Linked DNA regions of Mus musculus: all the other regions are linked to region 3. The links are chromatin contacts, called in public promoter capture Hi-C maps. All regions are on one chromosome and are shown on one strand. Each heading gives the region's core, a stretch centred on a gene start, on an enhancer-like site or on the middle of the called end of the contact. The rest is flanking DNA. Distances are from core to core; before and after follow the strand shown. Region 1 overlaps Zbtb5 (zinc finger and BTB domain containing 5). Region 2 holds the start of Fbxo10 (F-box protein 10). Region 3 holds the start of Npr2 (natriuretic peptide receptor 2).

Region 1 (2,700 bases), core at 122-2,621, 1.4 Mb after region 3:
GAGTGCTAATACTCAAGTCACAGGCAAGTAGTAAGAATGAGACATATAACTGGGTGCTTTACAAAGTGGGAGGCGTATGTGTAACAGGTAAAACTGGAAAACACAAAGGTGATCTCCAGTTTCTCACAACATGGACAATGGTATGAATTTGTAGAAACAGATACGAGCATGCTACCTTCCAACATTTAGCGGCAAAGAGTGACCTAGGTGTGAGATTGAAAAGCGGTGGCGCACGCCTTTAATCCCAGCACTTGGGAGGCAGAGGCAGGCGGATTTCTGAGTTCAAGACCAGCCTGATCTACAAAGTGAGTTCCAGGACAGCCAGGGCTACACAGAGAAACCCTGTCTCAAAAAAAGAATAAAGGTTCCATTCCCAGCAGCCACAGACTCAAAAGTGTCTAACTCTCAAGTTCCAGTGGGCCCAACACCCTTTCCTGGCCTCTTCATACATGTAGTACATAGACATACATATAAGCAAAACAGCCACACATATAAAATAGAAACAAGTCTAATTAAGAAGTAGGGCTGAGGAACTTGCTCAGTGATTACCAGAACTTGTTGCTCTTCTACAGGACCTGGACTTGATTCCCAGCATCCACATGGTGGCCCATAAATCTCCTGTATATCCAATTCCAGGGGATCCAACTTCTTCCCTCCTTAGGCCCGGCTCACTCTGTAGACTAGGCTGGCCTTGAACTCAGAGATCTGCCTGCCTGGTTCCCGAGTGCTGGGATTAAAGGTGTGTATCGCTTCCCCTTGCGAGAATATTATTTCTGAATGGGGGTTTGGGTGACATTTTCTGACAAAGAAAGTAATGTCTAAGCACTGGGGGCAAGGACATTTATAAAGCTGGCAAATAGGCTTAACTGGTTCCATTCTGTCCTTCTCTAACTTTTGTCCTCCTAGGTTTCTGTTCTGCAGTTACCTTGGATTCTAGGAATAATATGACAGATAGAAAAAAAAAATTGTCTTTAGGACAGAGAAATGGAACTAATCCTATCCATGCTAAACCTAGCTGGAAAAGGTCTCCCAGTCCCAAATGGGAACAAACCACCCCGAGATTAGCTCTCCTAAAGCTTATGGGAAGCAGATGTGCATGCTGACAGGGCAGCTGCTGTTCTAGACCCACTTCCAGGAACCAGAACAAGGACAATGGCCAGCCAGACCACTGGCCTGACCAAGGTGACCTGCTCTGTCAGCTGAGCAAACTTTCAGTCTCTGCTTGTTTCCCTTTCCTACAAAATCTCAAGTTCTTGTCAGCTGATACAAGACATATCTGAGATTACTGAGCCTGGCTGCCCTCCCCGATGTGGTCACCTGATTAATGCTGCTTTCCCACCCTTCGACAAGGCTCTGCTTGGTTGGCAGGTTGGGCGAGCTGGGACTGGTCTACTGGGACTTCTAAAGGACCTTTGCCCTGAATCTTTAGTAATAGTCTCTTACCAGTAGAAAAGATAGGAGAGAAAAAGTTAATTTCTTATACTGAGTTTGCTTTTAAAGCAGTATGAGCCACTTAAAATTGACAATGATCAGGATTTGACCATGCTGAGCTGCTTTCGACCTTCTTTCTATTCAATAACGAATATAATGTATGTCGAAGTAGATGTGTTTTGTGTGTGTGTGTGTGTGTGTGTGTGTGTGTTTAGTCTTTTTGGGAGGAAGAAACAGCAGGCTTCATCTCCTTGTCATTCTTCCTTGACCTCCTTGTAGTAGAAATTAAACGGGATAACAAAAGGTGAATGCCTTGCAATTTTAGAGAAAGATGATGTTGAGCTAATTTAAAATCATGACTGAATAATTAAGATGCACTGAAAAATCAATTATACCATGTTAACAATATCATATACAGGGGCAAAACAGGAAGCAATTCACTCTAATCATTTTAATTTGAAAAGCTTACTATAAAGGATTTGTAAACCCACTTATTGAATATAAAAAGTAACAGATTATCATGTATAATTTCCAAAAGGCACACCATCATTTAATCATTCATTAAAGTTTGCAAAACAAATAGTTTGTTAATTTCCATTTATATAAGGAAGAGCCTCACTCCTAGTCAGTTCTTCTCAGTAACAAACTTCCTCAAGAGCATAAAGGCAAATCTGTAAAACTCACTCATTACAATTAGAGTGAAATAACTGAGGATGGGTCTTCTAATTGCACCACATTTTATTAAGTCTAAAATGCCAGTGGTTATAAGCCGAATTATTTTGTGTAACACCAGAGAAGATGGAAAGAAAGCTGTCATTTTTGTTTGTTTTGAGACAGGGTCTCCTGACCCAGCATCCAGAGTCCTGGAATTGAAGGTGTAAGCCCGAATATAAATATTATCAATTAAGCTATAATATGCTTACTTATGCCACTCATCTTCAAAAGAATTTAATAAAATTAGTTTCAGGGCTAGAGAGATGTCTCAGCAGTTAAAGAGCATTGACTGCCCTTCCAGAGGACCCAAGATCAAATCCTAGCATGGCAGCTCATGACTGCCTGTAACTCCAGTTTCAGGGGACTTCACACCTTCACACAGACATATATGCAGGCAAAACATTAATGCACTTAAAATATTGTCTTAGGGTTTTACTGCTGTGAACAGACACCATGACCAAGGCAAGTCTTATAAAAAACATTTAATTGGGGCTGGCTTACGGGTTCAGAGGTTCAGTCCATTATCATCAAGGTGGGAGCATGGCAGTATCCAGG
Region 2 (2,700 bases), core at 156-2,655, 1.5 Mb after region 3:
CTCACGTGAGCACACGCGCGCGCGCACACACACACACACACACCTGTGTGTGCACATACAGACTTTTATATAACTAACATAGCTAGCTATGCAAACAGCTCCATGGGGGCAGACACCATTGTCTGGATCTTGTTGCCAGAATAAACGAACAGTTGAGTTAGAACATAGGCAAGCTCAAGCATTCTTTCTACTACCCAAGGCCAACAGTGTTGATGGCTGAGCAAAATCAAAGTCCTGGCCTCGTTCTTGGTCTAGCTTCTCTGTGTGCAGGAGACGGCTGGATTCCATGGGCTCCTAGGCATCTTCCAGTAGACAGTCAATCACCCTACTGTATTTTTTTTTTTTTTTTTTTTTTTTTTGTGATAGCACATGCCTGACAGTTTTCTTTCCCCTCAGAGGGAATCTGATACCCATCTGCTCAAGTAAATTAGCGTTCCCATCCTGCCTGACTCATTCGGTAGGAACAACAGGTTCACATGCCAATATGAAACAGAAGGCAAAGGGGGCCTGGGAAAGGGGAGAGGGCTCCTCAGCCAAAACGACACATTTTTCAGAATCACATTCACAGAGGACGGTGTGCTTACTGCGAGAAAGACGTCTATCATGGACTCCTAGATTGCTATTTTAACAATGCTCACACGGAGAGTGCTCTCTAAGGAGTCCTCAACGTTTCCTGCTTAATCCTCACAGCAACCTCGGGCCGAAGAATTCATCTCTACTTTTATTTATTTATTTTTTTTTTCCATTTTTTATTAGGTATTTAGCTCATTTACATCATCTCTACTTTTAACAGAAGCACCACCGACGTGGCTCAAGGTTGCCTGGCTAGTGGGTGGTGGATGGAACTAACACCAACTCCGGAGTTCTGGCTCTCCAAACGGCTCTGCCATCAGTGCAGGAGGGAGGCCGGGCAGGGGGTCGTCCCCTCTTCCTTCAAAGATTTGCGGAAACCGAGTCTCCGCGACTTGTTAAAACCAGACCCACTGGGTGCGCGACTGCACGCTCTCTCCTGCATCCCAGGTGAAGGCTAGCAAACCGCAAAATCGCATTCATTCTCTCAGACACTTGCAAAGCCCTGGGGCTGGAGGCGACCGCGGGTGGGTCCGGGGTGGGGGCGGACGGGGGCACAGCTCTCCCGGAGCTCCGGCAGCCGAGGCCCCCCACCTCCCGCAGTGCCCCCAGGCCCGGTCCCCGCACCCCAGCCAAACGCTGGGCCCACGGAGGGACCGAGCGGCCGGTGAGCCTGGAGCATCCGCGGGCTCCCGAGAAGCCTCCTTCCTGCGCCTCTTACCTCAGGGAGCGGCGCTGCCCGGCCGCGGCCGCGACGCCCTGGAAGCCGCAGGGCTGCCGGAGGACTGCGGCGCTCGGCCACAGCGGGGTCCGACTTCGCCGCGAGCCCCGCCCCCGGTGGCTGTCACGTGACGCGGGTGTAGGGCTGGCCTGCGAGCGCGCGCGGCCGTGAGACTGGAAGGAGGGCGGGGCGAGCGGGGCTCGGCGATGGAGGGCGAGCGTGGCCTCCGAAGGGGTGGGAACAGCATCGTGGGCGGGAACTGCCGGAGGCTCCTAGGGGCCTGGAAGCGGGCGGATCCTTCCCATCACCACTATAGCCTAACAGCACCCTGGGCTCCGTGCATATGAGCACATAGGAGCTGGAGTCACCCTGAGCCCAGCTAGAAGTCAGGAAGGACTTGGGGCCATGGGTGGGTTGTGTGGAAAACGTTTGGCACAACGCAAATGATGTGTGTAGTACCTGTTGCACCAACTACTAGTTATGGGCCCAAGAGAACAAAGCGGTGGTGGCTCCTGTTCTGAAATCCACTCTGTGGCGGAGAGGATAAACCGGAAAAGCTGTTTAAGTCCATATGTATTTAAAATTATATGAAGTACATGAAAAGAGCTCTTTGGTTGAAAACTAGGGTTTGAGGAATGTGATGACCTCATGAGAGTAGCTATGTGAAAGAGGCCAGAGAAAGCTCCTGCGCTGAGGGAGACAAGACGACTCCTAAGAAAAAATATTTTTTTTGTAGATTTTTTTTACTTTTATGCGTATTTTATGCACCTGATTTATGTGCACACAGGGGGCCCTGGAAGCCAGAAGAGGGAGCCGGAGCCCTTGGAACTTGAATATAGACAGTTGTGAGCCACCAAGTGGATCCTTTGCAAGAGCAATAAACCTCCTGACTAGTAAGCTGTCTCTCCAACCCTGTATCCCACCATCCCGAGGTCTTAGATAAAAGGGTATTAGAGGTCATCAGTATTTCATAAGCCATGATAAAGGAAGCCATTGAAGGGGGAGAATGCAGGTGTTCGATACTCTGTGCTGAGAAGACAAGAGAAGTAGAGACTGGCCTGAAGTACTGGAAGTGGATATGGGGGCACACACACGGATCTGAGACAGTTTTGCAGTAAAGTCAAATTTGGGGGGGGTGTTGTTTTATGCAGTGGTTAAGGCAAATTCAGGGTCTTGCACATGCTGAGCAAGTGCTACCCCCCTGTACCCCCTGTACCCCCCTACATCCCAGCCTTCAACGATTCATTTGTTTAAACCCCAAACAAAACACCTAGACCCAAACCCAACAATTGAATGCTGACCGAGAGCTGTTCAGCAAGCACACAGATGTAGTGGAAAGGCCATGCTTAGACGTCGCTTACGTTTGGCAAACCGATCGCACGTCTAATCCTTTGAAAAGTGGCCCATTG
Region 3 (2,700 bases), core at 18-2,517:
TCCCTAGGTGGGGGTACAATGAACTTTAATTGCTGAGGCCTGTTAGGCTTAGTCAGTCCATAAGCTCCCACCAAGTGTGGCTCAGGAAGACAAAAGGACAAGGCCCTGGGAACAGATGGCTGATGGATCCAATAGGCATAAGAGCAGAACGACCGTGGAGACAGAAACAGAGTGGAGAGTTGAGTCCCCAGGAAGAGGAGGACTCGTGGACTCCATAAAGATCCGAGAAGAATGGAGTCCTTTGGTGCCATGAGGGTCTGACTTCCTCCTGCCTGAGGAAAAGCACTCTGGCGTTGAGGAGATGGGTAGAGTTTTCCCTACCCAGGAATAAATGGATACCCAGTGATTGGGGATTTCTGACAGTTTCCTGGAGACTGGAGCATCTGCGGAAATCTGATTGAGTGAATGGACTCTAAGAAAAGTGGGGTGTCAAGGGAAGAAGGCAGGCATGAGTGAGATGGGAGCAGTCCTGTGCACAAGGGGCTTGGGGGAAGCAGAGGAAGGCCCTTACAGTATGGGGACGCCCATGAACCTCGCTGGCCTAGAGGCCCGGGGTGCTGAGCCCCTGGGGCGCTCACCGGGTGGTTTGGGGACTGGGAGGTCCCTGGGCGCCAGGCAGGGGTGGGGGTGGCAGCAGCAGCCGGAGGGTGGGGCCGGGCGGGGAGGGGAGGGGGAGGGGCGGGGTCGGGCGGCCTGCCGGGGAAGTCACACTCGGCCGCCGCCGCGGGCGCAGCGAGCGGAGACGCGCCGGGCCGAGGCGACCTGACCTGGACGAGCGAGCGGCGCGCGCGGGGGCCCAGGCGGGGGGCGGGAGGCAGCGGCGGGCAGCGCAGGCCGCCGGGCCCGGGAGAAGCGGAGCGGAGAGGAGCGGGGGACACGGGCGGGGCCGCCGCAGCTCCGGATGGGACCAGCGCCCGGGCCCGTTAGTCCAGGCAGGAGCTTCGGGAGAAGCCGTCACTGGGAGAGTCACCCCTGCCTTTCCCTCCCCTCTGGCCCAGGCCTCGCTTCGCTCCCTGCCTGCCCATGTCCCAGTCCTTCCGCGGCGGGCGCCCTCCCACCTCAGCCCGGGGCTCTGGCTTCTCGCAGCTCTTTGCTCTCCCGGCCCGATCAGCTGTGAGGTGTCCCCGGGCCGTTTCTTTGTGCCAGCCTCCCCCAAGTCCCTACCCCATCCCAGGCTCAGATTCCTCCCTTCTCGGCTTGGAATTGTCAGGCTACTTCACCTCTCACTGTCCTCATCCCGGTCGCAGGCCCCCTTGGTCTCTTCTTCCTTCTGCCACCCTATCCTTAGTCCCTGGACCTGGCTGTGGGCTGGTAGCCCACTCCTTCCCGACCCAGGTTTCCCCCCATCCTCTTCTTGCGTGGTCCCCAGCACTTTCTGTATCCGGGCCGACTAAGCTTGCCCCCACTTCTCTTCCTGGCCCTCTTCCCCAGGCTCCAGGCTGGGTGGCGCTTGTGCCTGCCCAGTAGGCCAGAGCGGCCCCTGGTTCGGGGGACCGTGGGTCAGCTGCTCTATCCCCATGGCACTGCCATCCCTGCTGCTGGTGGTGGCAGCCCTGGCAGGTGGGGTGCGTCCTCCGGGGGCACGGAACCTGACGCTGGCGGTGGTGCTGCCAGAACACAACCTGAGCTATGCCTGGGCCTGGCCACGGGTGGGTCCTGCTGTGGCACTGGCTGTGGAGGCACTGGGCCGGGCACTGCCCGTGGACCTGCGGTTTGTCAGCTCCGAACTAGACGGCGCCTGCTCTGAGTACCTGGCACCACTGCGCGCTGTGGACCTCAAGCTGTACCATGACCCCGACCTTCTGTTGGGCCCCGGTTGTGTGTACCCCGCTGCCTCTGTGGCTCGCTTTGCCTCACACTGGCGCCTTCCCCTCCTGACTGCGGGGGCAGTGGCCTCTGGCTTTGCAGCTAAGAATGAGCATTATCGTACCCTGGTTCGCACTGGCCCCTCTGCGCCCAAGCTGGGTGAGTTTGTAGTGACATTGCACGGGCACTTCAATTGGACAGCTCGGGCTGCTTTGCTGTATCTGGATGCTCGCACAGATGACCGGCCCCACTACTTCACCATCGAGGGCGTCTTTGAGGCCCTGCAGGGCAGCAACCTCAGTGTGCAGCACCAGGTGTATGCCCGAGAGCCAGGTGGCCCTGAGCAAGCCACCCACTTCATCAGAGCCAACGGGCGCAGTAAGTGTGGCCCGGGCTGTTTTAGAAACAGGGGAGGTGGGCCGCTATGTCCCTGGAGCAGTGCAACACAGAGAAATAGGCAGAGATAGGAAGGGGAGAGTTCTATGTGATGGTTGGGATGGAGGAACTTTTGAGGACAGAGCTCCTGAGAGAACCTGGCATCAGTCAGAGGTCAGCAAGGCTGAGCCTGGGGCTGGGGTTTGAGTAGTGGATGTGGGTGATGTCTGATCTGAAATGTGCACCTGTCTGTGAGCAGAGACCCCTTAGATTGGAACACAAAGCCTCTTGGTAGCATAGAGATGACTCTATGGGTTCAGGTTTGATTGGGAAAGCAGGTAAGGCTCACACAAAAATTGTGAGCACAAGTGCTTGTGAGCCTAGGGAGAGGTAGGCAGGAGGGGACGTGGGGGCTGTGAAGTCTAGCAAACACAGCTTTGGGGGAAGGAGGGGCTTGGGTCATCACGCCAGTCTCTGGGGTCTGGAGTTGGGCTCTGACTTGGACCAGATGGTCCATGT

What was found. Promoter capture Hi-C pulls out the DNA fragments that hold promoters and counts their contacts.
Region 1: a promoter capture Hi-C map of liver shows a contact between it and region 3, with 4 times the contacts expected there. The contact joins the enhancer-like site here to the promoter of Npr2 in region 3. A contact is called at or near these places in 6 of 39 promoter capture datasets (3T3-L1-derived adipocytes, hippocampal neurons, liver and 2 more).
Region 2: a contact with region 3 is called in a promoter capture Hi-C map of liver, with 2.7 times the contacts expected there. The contact joins the promoter of Fbxo10 here to the promoter of Npr2 in region 3. A contact is called at or near these places in 2 of 39 promoter capture datasets (both in liver).

Annotation. Positions count from the first base shown.
Region 1 is chr4:45,004,325-45,007,024 of GRCm38.p6, forward strand. The region is part of intron 1 of Zbtb5 (zinc finger and BTB domain containing 5); the gene reads right to left. Among named protein-coding and RNA genes, the nearest start is that of Zbtb5, 6.7 kb to the right of the region's middle. Within about 2 kb of position 1,372, at least 20 of the 459 cell types and tissues checked have an H3K27ac peak or open chromatin away from gene starts, as enhancers often do. A contact at or near this core is called in 3T3-L1-derived adipocytes and liver, where this site is marked.
Region 2 is chr4:45,083,199-45,085,898 of GRCm38.p6, forward strand. It overlaps Fbxo10 (F-box protein 10), which reads right to left and starts at 1,406. Exons shown (of 11, transcript NM_001024142.1): 1 at 1,292-1,406.
Region 3 is chr4:43,630,668-43,633,367 of GRCm38.p6, forward strand. It overlaps Npr2 (natriuretic peptide receptor 2), which reads left to right and starts at 1,268. Exons shown (of 22, transcript NM_173788.4): 1 at 1,268-2,184. The coding sequence starts at 1,518.